2 separate regions of the Sus scrofa genome follow, and region 2 is linked to region 1. The links are chromatin contacts, called in public promoter capture Hi-C maps. All regions are on one chromosome and are shown on one strand. The core of a region is the stretch at or near the end of the contact, and the rest is flanking DNA. Distances in the headings are between cores, read along the strand shown. Region 1 overlaps SAMD12 (sterile alpha motif domain-containing protein 12). Region 2 holds the start of EXT1 (exostosin-1).

Region 1 (7,512 bases), core at 3,161-5,660:
GGGGTGGCCAGAAAAAAAAAAAAAAAAAAAGTCGAACAAAATAAACCATGCCAAGGCCTATTATATATATTGCTGAAGACCAAAATCCAGTATGTTATCTATATTCCAAAGGCGTGAAACATTTCTGTAATCAATTACCCTGTGGCCTTCTGAATTCAGGTTATAGGTTCTCCATGTAAGAGGATGAGCTATTGTTCGTTTGCCTCCTCAGAGTCTCTCCTCCCTCTGATTTATTTTCACACTTTATTATGTCATGATAGGCCCGTCAGTGCCAGTCTTCGAAGTTGACTCATTAAAGTCATTTCCTCCAAATAGGAACAACTCACTTGTTAAAACTGTTTTTTGTTGTTTTTAATTTAATAGCAGTAGCTCTTATTAGGCCCTTCCTGTGTGGCAGGTGCTAAATGTACATGCACACCCTCACATTGCATCCTCATGACACCCTTATTAAATAAATACTATTATCTTCCTTATTTTTAAAACACATGTAGAAACTGAGCATAAAGGAACTTAAAATATTTGTCGACACACTGACGCAGCAAATAAGTGAAACAGCTAGAATTTAAACCTAGGCGATCTGCCTCCAGGATGCCGCCTCTTTTTCTTTCCAACATTTGTTGAAGTATAATCGGCCAATAAAAATTATATGTATTTAAGGTGTATGACTTGATGTTTTGATATGGGTATGTATTGTAAGGGGGAAAAAAACTTCTGCTCTTATCCATTCTTCTCTACTGCATCTTAATAAAAAATAAAAGAAACTGCACCACCTCCACTACACACACAGAGACACACACACACACACACACGATTATATACCGTATGTAACATAAAAGAATGGCAGACTGTATTCCCCATTGCCACTGAGAGCTAGAGCCCAATTCAAAGGGTTAGGGCACATTTTATCTCTTTGCCTTTGTTTTCATTAGCCCCCTTGCACCAGCAACCTGGTTGAAATGAACAGATCCTCTTGAATTCTTAGAGGTGTGTTAAAGGAATTGGCAGGCTGGTGTAAAGATGCAGCCTTTCCGACGCTGGCAGATGCTAGCTTCAGTGTTTGTGTAGAGAGATGCAATAAATCAGGAAAGAGGCGGTGTACCCAATTCAGAGTATAAGGTGTGTGGGTGGACGCTCAGCGGGAATCCTGATAAATTTTAGAGATTGCTCACCAGCAAGTCCTTTTTACCCCGTTTCACTGTTTTCTGGCAGGCTTCTACTTTTTAAATGGCTTGTAGCAACTAGTTACTAGGATTAGATTTTTTTTTTCTTTTTTAACAAAGGAAAACAATAAAAGACAAGACCAGGCCTTACAGAAGATTTGTCTTATCAAAGATCCTATGGTGAAATCTAAAGATACTTAAAATTTTTAGATAATTCTGTTCTGATTTTGTGAGTAAATGATAGCATCTGTTCTTGTTTTTGCTTTATCAGCCCAGTGCCCCTTCTTTCAAAACTCCCCTCTCCCCAACACACACACACTCTGAAGAATGTTTACTATAAGCCATTGCCCTTTACTAGAAGGGAAACAGGGCAGGAGATTTCTAAGGATTAGGTTACATTCCATAGATGAAAGGTTGGGATTTTACACACAATAATATGCTTCAGCCTTTGACCCCTCTGGCTCTTCTGGCTGTAACAGTTCCCTGTAAACCCCAGTCCCTGGACACCATCAACTGCGTGGTTATCCTATGAGACTTGCACCTCTATCTAGAAAACTTTGAAATAAAGTTTTATCTCCTTGATGTTTCAGTGTTTTTTCCATTTGCCTCTCTTCTGCATCTTACATATTTCTCCCTGATATTTTGATCTATGAGAACTTGCCTTTGATTAAGGGCTCTGCTCTTTAAATGTTCTTTTTCAGTTTCTCCACTTTATCAAAAGATTGGAGGCACCTCTAGTGACCCAACATCTCTGGCATATTAAATCTTGGTGTCAAATGCATGCTTTGATAGATGACCCGATAAGCCTCCTCCATCTCTAATTTCAATGATTTTGTAATACTGAATTATTTTTTTTTGGTAGGCATATGATTTTCCTCTCCTCTTCAAAATTCCCCGTGTTATGTAGGTTTTCATAATTAAATGCAGTAGATTGTTTAGAATCTAATCTTAGACACATGTGCCTTTTTTTTCTTATGGAAAGAAAAGGAAATAGAGCTTCATAAATCAGAATATTGGGCTTAAAATATAATTTATAAGGAACAAATACAGGAAATGTAAATCATGCTCAAGAAAGGCTTACTTTCATCTTACATGTTAGATTGAAAAATCATGTGGCTACATTTACGAGTGATGAAAAGACATCCAGAAAATAAAATCTCAAGGTTAACGTAGAAGCACATTTAGTGGCTATTTGAACAATCCCAATATCCTCAAAGTTGTGTGTGTGTGTGTGTGTGTTCCCAGCAATGACTGTCATGGCTTAGCTCATTTAAAAAGTGAATTCTCATTGGGGCTGACTTCTGAGTCATTAGGAACTTTTAATATTTTGGTATTTTTTAAAGAAAGTCTAGGAGTTCTCTGGTGGCTTAGCAGGTTAAGGATCTGGCTTTGTCACTGTTGTGGCTCAGATCACTGTTGTGGCATGAGTTCATTCCCTGGCCCTGGAAATTTAAAAAAAAAAAAAAAAAAGGAAGAGGAAGAGAGGAAGGAAAGAGTAGAGCTCTAACTGTCCAATCCAAAAAATACGCAGGACTCAAGGCAAAAAGAAGCACGGAAACTATTGCTTTACTATCGAATAAAATTTGAAAGAAAGATTTTGGAGTAAAATTTTCAGCCATGACTAGTTTTCACAGCACGGTATGATTGAAGGAGAAATCCAGCAGTAGTCACTAGATTCCTGTATTCTTTATGTTAGAAGAAAGGTAGGAAAATGGTTTGGACGGCAGGATTGGAATAACATGGTGCTGAAAGATACAGCCCAAACCAATAGAAATCTGGTGCTGGAGTAGAGATTTATGATTTTAGAACTGACAATTCTATAAAGTCATTTCTAAGGATCTAATTCTTCCATTTAGGCACCTTTTGAAGCTATTCTTCACTGCAGTGGTGAAGTTGTAACACTTGACATCTTTATGTAGAAGACTTAATTTAACCAATATAGTTTTTGTTGAAGCCAAGCTGTTGCTATTATGATACCAATTCATTTATCAGTTCTAAGATGTTTTTTTCAATCTCAGTTCTGTTTCTTATGGACTGATCAGTATTCAGCTCTTCCTTTGACAGAAGCTGTCTCCTGCCTTGTGAGGGTGTGTGTTCTCACAGTCACAACATGGTGGAGTGTGTGTGTTGATTTACAGATTTTGTTGCTGAAGGCATGTACTCTTGCCATGCTCCATTACTCTGCATACAAAGGAAAACATCTCGGTTGTAAAAGCAAGCTCAGCTCACTGGAGTTGTTGGGAAGAGGTCGCTTCTTCAAGGGACAAAGGACAATGCTTCATTTCCCCTGTGGCTTTGTCTTTGTGAATTTGACTTCCTGGTGTAACCAGATGTTTTCCGATTTAAGGAAACCCAGGACACAAAAATCGAAATTTGCAAAATGAGGGATCCATGAGTCTGTATTTGTTCTTGTTATTTTCTTGTGAAGTCACAGCACTTTGTAAGAAATTTGCTCAAGCTGATGTTCAGTGTGGTAGAGGGATTAAAAGTACAGGGCTTGAAGTCTAACAGTGCCAGATTTGACCCAAAGCATGAGCTCTTTTTGCTAGAAAGTCTTTGTCAGGATCTTCAACCTCTCTGGGCTTAATTTTCTCATCTGAAAAATAATTATGCTTATATGTAAGAATCTCATGAGATAATTCATGTCAAGCATATAACAGATAGATTATACATAGGTATTTATATGAACATGAAAATATATGCATATATGCATATGTATTTATGATTTACATAGCATGCTATTATTGCATAGTACTCAGTGTTTTATGGAAAATGAGATACACTTATAAAATCAATAGATGATGTACACATACAATTTTTAGCAGATTTATCTTACTGATTATGTTTCGCAGAGGCCACTATCACAGTTCATTATCATTCCCCACACTCACACTTACTATGGAGGTAGGTGACCTCGGGACATACTAGATGGGGCAATGAAGCCACCTGGGCTGTTCAAAAATCATCACAGGTAACACATCACGTTTACAGCAGAGAATTGATCGGGCACCCCTTTGCCCAGTGAACCCCTGTCAGACAATGGGTTCCTGGAAAGCAGGCTCAGAGAAGGAGAGCTGGGTGCTAGAAGTTTTTTGGGTGGTGTCTTCCTATTCACCACTTGCTAGGAACGTGAAAGATGCTGGATTTAGACTCTGACTCAATCCGAACAAGACCTCAGCCATCTGCAGCTGTCTGGAGCTGGGACTGGCCTTTGGAGTTAATCCAGCTGGGGCTGGGCCACCTGGATACAATTATAAAGGCTAGACCTAAAGATGCAGCTCCCTCCTGCCTGCCACCAGTCATAGGATACAGGCTGCTCTCAGGAAGAGGGTCATGACCTTGGATGAAGTAGCTCTTTTCAGCCAGGGCATTGCCCAGAAGGGCCAACAGCCAAGAGCAGCCAGCAGCTGGGGCGTTCTTTAGGCCTTAAGAGGGATCTGAGTGACATGGGCCAGAGCCTTCCAGTCGGTAGAACTGATAATCTTTGGAAATTGATTTGGCCTAAGTTATCTGGTCCCTCTTTTTCTCCTGTCTTTCCCCCTCTATTTTTTCCTTCTTTCTCACTCTTCCATCCACCATTTATTGATGGTCTGCTATGCGGCAGGTACTCTAACGAGGGCTGGAACTTAAAACATTTTAAAAAATTCTTTTCCTTTTCCAAAGCTTCTAATCAAATGCAGAGAAAAGCCAGACAGCAAAATGGGCAGAGAGGATGAACTGTGGAGTTGGAAAAATAATAATTCAGAATTTTACTGTCTCTTACTACTGTGATCATAGTCACTAAAATTCTCAAACCTCATTTTTAAAATAGGGATAACAATTAAACCTATCCAGAAAACTGTCCCAAAGAACAAATCAAAGAATGAGAAATTATCCACATTTATACCCAGCCCATCGTAATTGTCCAATCAATTATTGATGATGTTTTTATTTTTTATTTTTTTGTCTTTTTAGGGATGCACCCTTGGCATATGAAAGTTCTCAGCCTAGGGGTCGAATCAAGCTACAGCTGCCAGCCTGTGACACAGCCACAGCAACACCAGATCCTAGCTGTGTCTGTGACCTACAGCACAGCTCACAGCAATGCTGGATCCTTCACCCATTGAGCAAGGCCAGGGATCGAAGCTGCGTCCTCATGGATCCTGGTTGGATTCGTTTCTGCTGTGCCACAGCAGGAACTCCCTATTATGGATAATAATGATGATGTCCAAAGCTGATGGGTCCCTTCCAGGTAACTCCTTTCCCTTTGTCTCTTGGGTCAAACGCAAGATACCTCATGCAGGAGGAAAGCTCAGTGATTGAATGACATGATGTCTTGGACTCTACCCCTCACACACTCTGTATACAAGGGTTTCTGGGCCTCAAGGACCTTCCATTGCAAGGTATTCTCTAGTGACTATGCCTGACTGGGCTCCTCAGCCTTCAGCACAAATGGTCTCTTGTTCTTCTTGAACTACACTCTGTCTGACACCTCATTCCCCAAGATTTCTTTCTGTGTCTCCAGCCACTCATTCACAGTGTGTCTCTGTGGGCCTGTCCCACTGATCCACCCACGCGGTGCTGGGGGTCCCCAGAGATCAGTCCTCAAGCCTCTCCTCCCTTCGCTCCCCTTCCTCTCTGATCACGGGTTTGTATGTCAGCTTTATGATGGTGGCTGACTTCTGTTTGGAGCTCCCACTGTACACCTCCACACACCCACTCTACATTTCTGTTGACTGTTTCATGGATGTAGGCAGGTCAGGCTCATTCCATGTCGAACCAGAAGTTTGATCTTCTACTACCGTCCTCACTCAGTGTTCTCCAGGTCAGCAATTTCCCTGTCCCTTCTTTTATTGCCCAAGCCAGAAAGACGTGTTCTGTCATTGACATCCATTTCCTTCTTGCCTCAAATACCTAATCTACCGCCTTTGATTCTAGATGCAAAAATATTTCCTCTCTTCACATCTTTACCACCACCTTCTAGTAGAAGCCACGTCTTCTGGGGATTCAACAAAAGCTGCAGTCTCCCAACTAATTTTTCCAACTTCCAGATGTTCCCTTGACCCTTAAGTGAGACATTTTTTTTTTTTTTTTTTTTTTTTTTTTTTTTTTGCAGCTAGAGAGAGAATTTTTAAATGGAAGTTGCATCATGTCACTGCCCTTCTTAAAAGTATATTTTGATCTTCCATCACACTTGGAGTAGGTAATGGGATCCTTGGTCTTGCCTCCAAGACCCAGATTGATCTTACTCTTGTCTGCCCTTCCATCCTCATCTCAAGCCGTTGGCCTCTACCCTTCCCACAAGGCCACCTCACTTCACTGGCCTTCTTGCCTCCACGGACAGTGATAGTCTATTTAGAACGTTTGCATCTATTTTTTTTCTTCTGCCTCCAACCTCTTTAACTTTACTCTTCACCACTCTTTCTCATCCTTCAGATCTTAGCCAAAAGTTTCTTTCTGATTTGCTTTCCCCACAAGCAACTTGGGTTTCTGGGGCTCACTTGGCCTCCTCTGTTTTTCCTCATGAAATAAGTATTTTGTTTTTTCCTTTTTTGAAAATTTTTTTTATCACTTATTTATATATATTTTTTTGTACTGTACAGCATGGTGACCCAGTTACACATACATGTATACATTCTTTTTCTCACATTACGTGTTCCATCAAAAGTGACTAGACAGAGTTCCCAGTGCTACACAGTAGGATTCCATTGCTAATCCATCCCAAAGACAACATTCTGTGTTGAAATCATTTATTTGCGTATTTTCTTTTTATGTGTACTTCATTCACTAACCTGCAACTCTGTGAGTATGGAGACCATATGGATTGTAGTCACTGCTTATACCCAGCACCTAGTCTAATGACTGCATTAGAAGATCATTGTTTATTAAACCAAAGGCCAAACTAAAGCAGGCATAGCCTTTCTAGGCACAGCATGAATTTGAATCAGGTATCTTGGTTCCAGTCTCTGCTCTGCTAGCTCCTAGGCATGTGACTTTGGGCAGTTCCCTTCATTTTTTCTGGGCTTAGTTTTTTACCTTCAAAATGGGGGGTGATAACCATCTTTTCTCATGAGGCCATTTGTTCAGGTCACCTTTTACCAGGTGCCACGCACTGGAGTTACTCAGTTAAATGAAACCCACCTTCTCTTTGTAAAAAGCCTAGAATCTGAAAAGGAAGATAGGCTGTGAACAAATTCATGGTTATATTATAACATAGTAAGTGTAATGATAGAAACAAGGCACACCTTTATGAAATCTCTCCTTCGAAAGAGAATGTATTAAGTCCTGTACTGCGCTAGGCACTTTCAGATCTACTACCTAATTTAACCTTCACAAAGAAAGCTCAGCGTAACTTAAATCAGTATTCCCATTT
Region 2 (7,512 bases), core at 3,302-5,801, 280 kb after region 1:
TTTCTTACAGCAGATATAATTGTAGATCTTTAAAAGCATTTGTGCCTTTGATGATTATATGCCACAACAAAAGTCTTTTTGCTTTTTGTCCATTGGAGAGTTTCCCTTCTTCCCTTTTCCTGTTTGCTTATACTAGTCAATGACCATTCCAGAGTCTGGAAAGCATCTGGAAACTGTTGAGAGTCTGGTGGGTAATATTTCACATATCTAATGCTGTCGACTTGCAAACATGGTCTCATGCACTGGTGTCCAAGAATGTGACTATCAAACCTTACGTTTGCTGTTGCATTGTGGACTGCAAAGGGCTTTCCCATATAGTATCCATTTGTTCTCATTTGATTCTCACAATAACTCAGTGAGCTGAGCACAATATGCATTATATTACAGTTACTCCTGATTTTACCAATGAGAATCCAAAGCTTAGGGAGGTGAAGTGACTCGCTTAAGGTTACAGAATAAGTGGCGGAGCCAATATAAAAATCCACATCTTCTGAGTTCCCTGTGTGCCATGCTGTTTTCAGGTCTTTAATCAGCCCTAGGGAAAAATTACTCCTCAAAGAGGAAATTAAGCAAGGCTTGACTCACTGGGATAGCTGTAGGTTTGTGTGTGTTGGATGCTAGAACTCTAACCTTGAATATTCTCTATTTGCCCTACAGAAAATGGGATCAAATTAATTAGCTCAACAAATATTTATTTGGTGATGGGCTCTGTTGTAGGTTCTACAGATATAGCAGTGGACTGAAAAGACCTTGTCCTTGCCTCATGGAGCTCAGATTCTTTTTTTTTTTTTTTTTTTTTTTTTGTCTTTTTTTTTCTTGCTATTTCTTTGGGCCGCTCCCGAGGCATATGGAGGTTCCCAGGCTAGGGGTCGAATTGGAGCTGGGGCCACCGGCCTACACCAGAGCCACAGCAACGCGGGATCCGAGCCTCGTCTGCGACCTACAGCACAGCTCACGGCAACGCCGGATCGTTAACCCACTGAGCAAGGGCAGGGATCGAACCCGCAACCTCATGGTTCCTAGTCGGATTCGTTAACCACTGCGCCACGACGGGAACTCCGGAGCTCAGATTCTGAATGGAACAGATAAATGATAAATTGACACATCAATATGTAGTAGACAGATGTCAGAGTGTTAAGAAAACAAAAATAAAACAGTTGAGAGGATAGAAAAACTGGGGAGGAGTTGCTCCTTTATTTATGGAGGTCAAAGGCGGCCTCAGTTGTGAGGTAGCATTGGGAACAGACTTCAAGGAAGCGATGGAGTGTATGGTGTGGAAGGAAGACCAGACAAGATGAGCAGGTGCAAAGGCCCTGAGGCAGGGACATGTTTGGCGTGTATGAGAACCAGCAAGGAAACCAGCCTAGCTGGAGAAGAGTGTGTAGATTGGGATGGAGGGTGAGAATTATTGGCAGGAAGTGAGGTGAAAGGGGTCTGGCAAGGGGAGGTGGGGGCAATTAGGGAAGGTCCTCCAGGACCTTATAGGTCCTTATAAGGGCTTTGGCTTATATTCTGAGATGGGGATCCCTTGAGGGCTTTGACCAGAGGAATTACACTATCTTACATACATTGTTAAAGGATTTATGACAGACTGATTGGCCTTATGTTAAGATATTCCTGGTTTGCAATATTTCCACCTCGAACAAGAGATTCCAGTCCTGATTTGAGAGAGTACAGTGGAGGTCTTTCTCTCCAAGCATATTCAAGTGCTGAATTCAAGTGAAGCAGAATTTTAGTAATTCATTCATCATCCAAATCAGTGACTGAGCTCCACCTAAGTGCCAGGAACTCCCCTGGGCCTTGGGGATTCAGGAGTGAGTAAGACACACAGGGTTCCTGCCCTCAGGGAGCTCCTCTTAAAGTGAGGACACACAGGCAGCAAATGAGCAAATGAATAAAGGATGTAGTGAATGAGAAGGGCTGGAGGAAAATAAAACCAATGATGATGCATCGATGATGACATTGTAGGATGCTACTGTAGATCCCAGCTGCCTTTTGAAATGTGAAACTTAGCCCCCCCCCAAAATAAAATGTTACAAAGGTAGAGTAATTTATAGTTTTCTGCTCCAAAGAGGCTGGACAGAAAAAAAAAAAGTCTTATTCTGACTTTTTAAATAAGAAACTGAGATTCAGTGTGATTGGGCTATATGGCCAAGATACTCATCCATGACAGATATGGGGTCTGAATCCACATTTTCTCTTATTTTCAGTACTGAAGTTTTTCTCACAGTTACACACCACTATGGAATGCAACAGTAGGGCTGGGTAACCCTGGGGCGTGGGATGAGGGAGTCAGTAATGGTTAATCGAGACAAGAAAAGTGTGAAAGAGACACAGAAGAGCAAGAATAGTAGCTGGCTCTCACTAAGGTCACACAGGACAGCTGTCAGGATATAGAGGGGCTGCAATCCCCTAAACTCTGCCTTCCACAGGCCTGAGAGAGTCTGCACTCTGATCCCCAGCAGAAGGTAATTCCTATCATGGCTCAGCAGTTAATGAACCCGACTAGCATCCATGAGGATGTGGGTTTGATCCCTGACTTTGCCCAGTGGGTTAAGGATTCTGGCATTGCCGTGAGCTGTGGTGTAGGTCTCAGACACAGCTCAGATCTCGTGTTGCTATGGCTGTGATATAGGCCAGCAGCTGTAGCTCCAATTGGACCCCTAGCCTGGGAACCTCCATATGCCGAGGGTGCGGCCCTAAAAAGACAAAAAAAAAAAAAAAAAAAAAAATCCCAGCAGAAGGATCCTTGCCTTGGATGACTGCTCCTAGCCACCCGGGGGGTTGGAGGGAGAGCTTTGGGTCACATGTGGTTTCAATTACTGCATTTATCTGCCTTGTTGTCATGTTGTCATTGTGTTTGGGAGATTACTGAAACCTCATTTCTGTCCCAGGCCTGTCCAAGTTGTGCGGGGGTACAAGTCCAATCTGGAAAACCTACCTCATCTTTGGCAGGCCGGCTATAGGGAGAGACTTCTGGAATGTACAGTGATGTCCCACCCAGGCCCCTTCCCCCTTGATTAAAAACGAATCTGAAACAACAAATGTCTAAAATTTTCCACTCTATCATTCTACCCTGCCTTGTTAGAACTATGCTCTTTGTCCACACCCGCTGGAATCTTTTGCAGCCTCGGGGAAGCTGGGAAGTGTTTGTCCCTAGCTCGCAGTCACTCCCATAATAAACAATCACTAAACAGCTTGCTGCCCTAGGCAACTGTTTGTCCAGCTTGGCCAGACCCATGCGACTTTAGGCTGGGGAAGAGGGTGGGAGGTGTTCTCTGAAAAGCAGAATCCAGGCTCTGAGGCCAGGGAGCTTGGCTTGACCAGAAATACTGTTTGGGAACTAGCACATCTTTGTGGTCTCAGAGGACCTTTAGAGGGACTCTCGGTCTTTATGCGAATTGTCCAGTGATGTTCCCTGGGGGTAGCAGGAGCTTGGGGCTGGGGTGTGGGAAGGCAGTTGAAGGAAGGACCAGCCATCTTGAACTAGTGGTCAGTAAGGTCATTTCCTGCCTCAAATGTCTCTTCCACAGCTGGGACAATTGGCTGATCTACTACTCATCCATCTTGAAGCGACAGCTCCTTAAAAACCACCAGCCCACCATCACAGAAAGAATAATGTCCCTTTCGGTACTGGGATGGGCTTAAACCAACCACGTTCTCCTCAGCTACTAGAATTTCTCTTTTTCCCCCACTGTGATTGGAAGTCTTGGAGAAGCTTTCTACAGAATAGACAAGGGGCAGCGGGGAGTGAGGAAAGGATGCGGCGAAGTTATTGAGGATTTGGGGTGGGTGTCTCAGTACAGACATGAGGAACTGCAGTTATTCCTCTTGATTGTAAAATTTCCTCTTTACTCTTGAGGGTTGGGAGATTTCCCTGGGAAAGAAAAAATAAAAGGATGGGTTCTGTAGGGAATAAGGACCCGCTCGTAAGAAGGAAGCATTTTGGGCCTCAGAGGGTGGAAGGTGGGCGGAGAGAGGCGTCCTTCTGGTCCGCGAACGCTTTCTTTGAAGTCTTTCTTTCCTCCCTCATCCCTCCGCCTCGCTCCACGGCTTCAATTTTCGAGCATCCTTTTCCAGGAACCCGCACACTCCCTGCCGGCCGCTCGGGGAGGCATTCGCGGCAGGCAGCCGAGCAGACCGGATTCTCGAGGGCGCCCGGGGCAAGCCGGAGCAGCGGGGCCCGAGAAGCGCCGGCCGCTTCCCGGTTTCCCGGCAGCCGCCCGCCCACGGGCGCCTCTGGGAGGCGCTGCTTCCCGGCGCGGCGGCAGGAGGCGGTACGGCCCACCCCGGGGTCCCGGTCGCGGAGCGCCGAGGGGCCGTGGGGCTAGCACCCAGCAGCCCAGCGCTCCGCCCGCCCGGCAGCGGCGGAGACGCCCCGAGACCCCGGTGCCGCCTGCACCCCCCGCGCCGCGCCGGCGCCTCGGCCGGTGGCCGGGGGTTATGAATGGGCGCAGCGGAAGCACCGCCCCCCCCGGACGTGACGCTCGGCCAATGGCAGCGCGGGCTGCGTGGATGGATGAGGTCAGCGCTGTCGTGTCGGGAATGGAATGTGTAAGTGTAACATTCAGAACCGGGTAACATTCGGCGACCGAACGCGGCGGTCGGCAGCGATCGCGCGGGGGCCTGCGAAGCGCCGCTCGGGGCCGGCACTGCCCGCGGGGAGGACGCGCCGCCGCCGTCACCCAGCGCCGCCGCCGCCGCCGCCTCCAGCCGGGCCGCCGCGCGTCCCGGGGGCCGGCCCCGCGAGCGCAGGAGTAAACACCGCCGGAGTCTTGGAGCCGCTGCAGAAGGGAATAAAGAGAGATGCAGGGATTTGTGAGGTTACGGCGCCCCAGCTGCAAGATGCATTAGCCGGCTGAACGCGGGGATCGGCTGACTTGTTGGAACCCGAGTGCTCTGCACGGGAGTGTGGATGAGTTGAAGTTGCTTTCCCGGGGCTCGTTTTCCACGCTGCCGAGAGGAATCCGAGAGGCAAGGAAATCACTTCGTCTTGCCATTGATTGGGCATCGGGAGCTTTTTTTTTTTCCCCCCTCTCTTTCTTTTCCTTCGTCTTGTTGCATGCAAGAAAATTACAGTCCGCTGCTCGCCCGCCCTGGGTGCGAAATATTCAGCCCCGCTCTCGCCTGTCCATTGTGCAACCCAAAGATGAAAGACCGAAGGGGAGAAAGTTAAAGAAATCGCCCACATGCGCTGGATCAGTCCACGGCTTGGGGAAAGGCATCCAGAGAAGGTGGGAGCGGAGAGTTTGAAGTCTTTACAGGCGGGAAGATGGCGGACTGGAGCTGAAAGTGTTGATTGGGAAACTTGGGTGATTCTTGTGTTTATTTACAATCCTCTTGACCCAGGCAGGACACATGCAGGCCAAAAAACGCTATTTCATCCTGCTCTCAGCTGGCTCTTGTCTCGCCCTTTTGTTTTATTTCGGAGGCTTGCAGTTTAGGGCATCGAGAAGCCACAGCCGGAGAGAAGAGCACAGCGGTCGGAATGGCTTGCACCACCCGAGTCCGGATCATTTCTGGCCCCGCTTCCCGGACGCTCTGCGCCCCTTCGTTCCTTGGGATCAATTGGAAAACGAGGATTCCAACGTGCACACTTCCCCCCGGCAGAAGCGAGATGCCAACTCGAGCATCTACAAAGGCAAGAAGTGCCGCATGGAGTCCTGCTTCGATTTCACCCTTTGCAAGAAAAACGGCTTCAAAGTGTACGTATACCCGCAGCAAAAAGGGGAGAAAATCGCCGAAAGTTACCAAAACATTCTAGCGGCCATCGAGGGCTCCAGGTTCTACACCTCGGACCCCAGCCAGGCGTGCCTCTTTGTCCTGAGTCTGGATACTTTAGACAGAGACCAGTTGTCACCTCAGTATGTGCACAATTTGAAATCCAAAGTGCAGAGTCTCCACTTGTGGAACAATGGTAGGAATCATTTAATTTTTAATTTATATTCCGGCACTTGGCCTGACTACACTGAGGACGTGGGGTTTGACATCGGCCAGGCGATGCTGGCCAAAGCCAGCATCAGTACTGAAAACTTCCGACCCAACTTTGATGTTTCTATTCCCCTCTTTTCTAAGGATCATCCCAGGACAGGAGGGGAGAGGGGGTTTTTAAAGTTTAACACCATCCCTCCTCTCAGGAAGTACATGCTGGTATTCAAGGGGAAGAGGTACCTGACAGGGATAGGGTCAGACACCAGGAATGCCTTATATCACGTCCATAACGGGGAGGACGTCGTGCTTCTTACCACCTGCAAGCATGGCAAAGACTGGCAAAAGCACAAGGATTCTCGCTGTGACCGAGACAACACCGAGTATGAGAAGTAAGTGGCTCGGGGGTCGGGCCCTGCCCACCTGGTCCAGGTGTGAGGCTTGGGGGGCTGGGAATGGGGCAGAGGAACCCTCCTGTGCTCTTCCTCCTGCTCTGAGCCTGGGACTCAACCACCCGGTGCAGGTGCGTGTGGCCAGGAGCTGAGAACCAAGGGTGTGAGCTCCTCAGGCTAACGGGAAAGCCTGGAGCACTTTCTTGGGCCAAGTAGGTGACAGTGTCTCTCTCTTGCCTGGAAAACTTTCAGGGCGATGTGGTTCCTCTGAAGCGTGTGGGTTTGATCCAAGTTTGGAAGCGGCGCTTCACCGATGGATCATCGGGGAGGGTGTTTTGTGTGAGAAGGTCTAAGGACCCCAGAGGCTCTGAATCCATCCACAGTGTGGAGACCTTCCCCCAAGATTGATGCTTTATTTGCATTTCTCACGAGCAGGGGGAACTGCTTTCCCTGGAATTCTCCCACCCTCCAATTGGATTCTTTCCGTGAACCTTAAATTTGTGTTAGCAGTGGAAGTGCTTTAATTTTAGCTACTCAACTTTCTGTGCCTGTCTCTTCCTTACTCCCAGATGGTGTTGACTTTTTATGAAGGGAGACTGTTAGCTGGTTGGGGCCTGTGATCTTGCATGCATGAGTGCATTCATTCATTCATTCATTCCTATATGTTTGTATAAATATATCCTACCCCCTCCCTAGGAGAAGCAATTTTTTAAATCTGGGCCTAAGCCCCAGGGCTGCAAACTGCAGTTGCTTGTTTAGCTTTCCCTTTTCCCTTTGTCTTTATTGATTTGCATGTAAAACGGAGTCTGTTACTCTCTGAATGGGCTTGAGATGCCTCCTTACCCTGTGGAGTGAAGCAAGTTTTGTCCAGTTGCTAAGTAACTGAGTTGGATACTTTGTAGCCCTTCTCTCTCTTCCTTTTCCTTCCCAGTGACAGCAACTGACACACTGGACTTGGGATCAAAAACTGGTTTCCAGGAATCTGCTTTCACCTGAGCTTGGAGGGTCAGTTTCCTCGTGGATGGGGTGGTGAGCCCCAGACTCTCACTTCTGTCTGGCTGTGAAAGAGTTAGGGAGCTCCTACAGTGCATTTCCACGTTACGCCAGTTAAAACCCAGAGCAGCCTTGTGCTACCCAGGGAAGGAAGGGGAACCTCTCAGCTGAGTACAAGAGGAACTGGCAGAGGTTGGCA

Evidence for each region. Promoter capture Hi-C pulls out the DNA fragments that hold promoters and counts their contacts.
Region 2: a promoter capture Hi-C map of fetal skeletal muscle shows a contact between it and region 1, with 4 times the contacts expected there. A contact is called at or near these places in 2 of 5 promoter capture datasets (fetal skeletal muscle and skeletal muscle), 8 of 47 Hi-C or Micro-C datasets (embryonic fibroblasts, fetal skeletal muscle, heart right ventricle and 4 more) and 1 of 2 datasets of targeted methods (alveolar macrophages).

Annotation. Positions count from the first base shown.
Region 1 is chr4:20,358,276-20,365,787 of Sscrofa11.1, forward strand. The region is part of intron 3 of SAMD12 (sterile alpha motif domain-containing protein 12); the gene reads left to right. Among named protein-coding and RNA genes, the nearest start is that of SAMD12, 220 kb to the left of the region's middle.
Region 2 is chr4:20,640,451-20,647,962 of Sscrofa11.1, forward strand. It overlaps EXT1 (exostosin-1), which reads left to right and starts at 4,552. Exons shown (of 11, transcript XM_001924980.6): 1 at 4,552-6,320. The coding sequence starts at 5,359.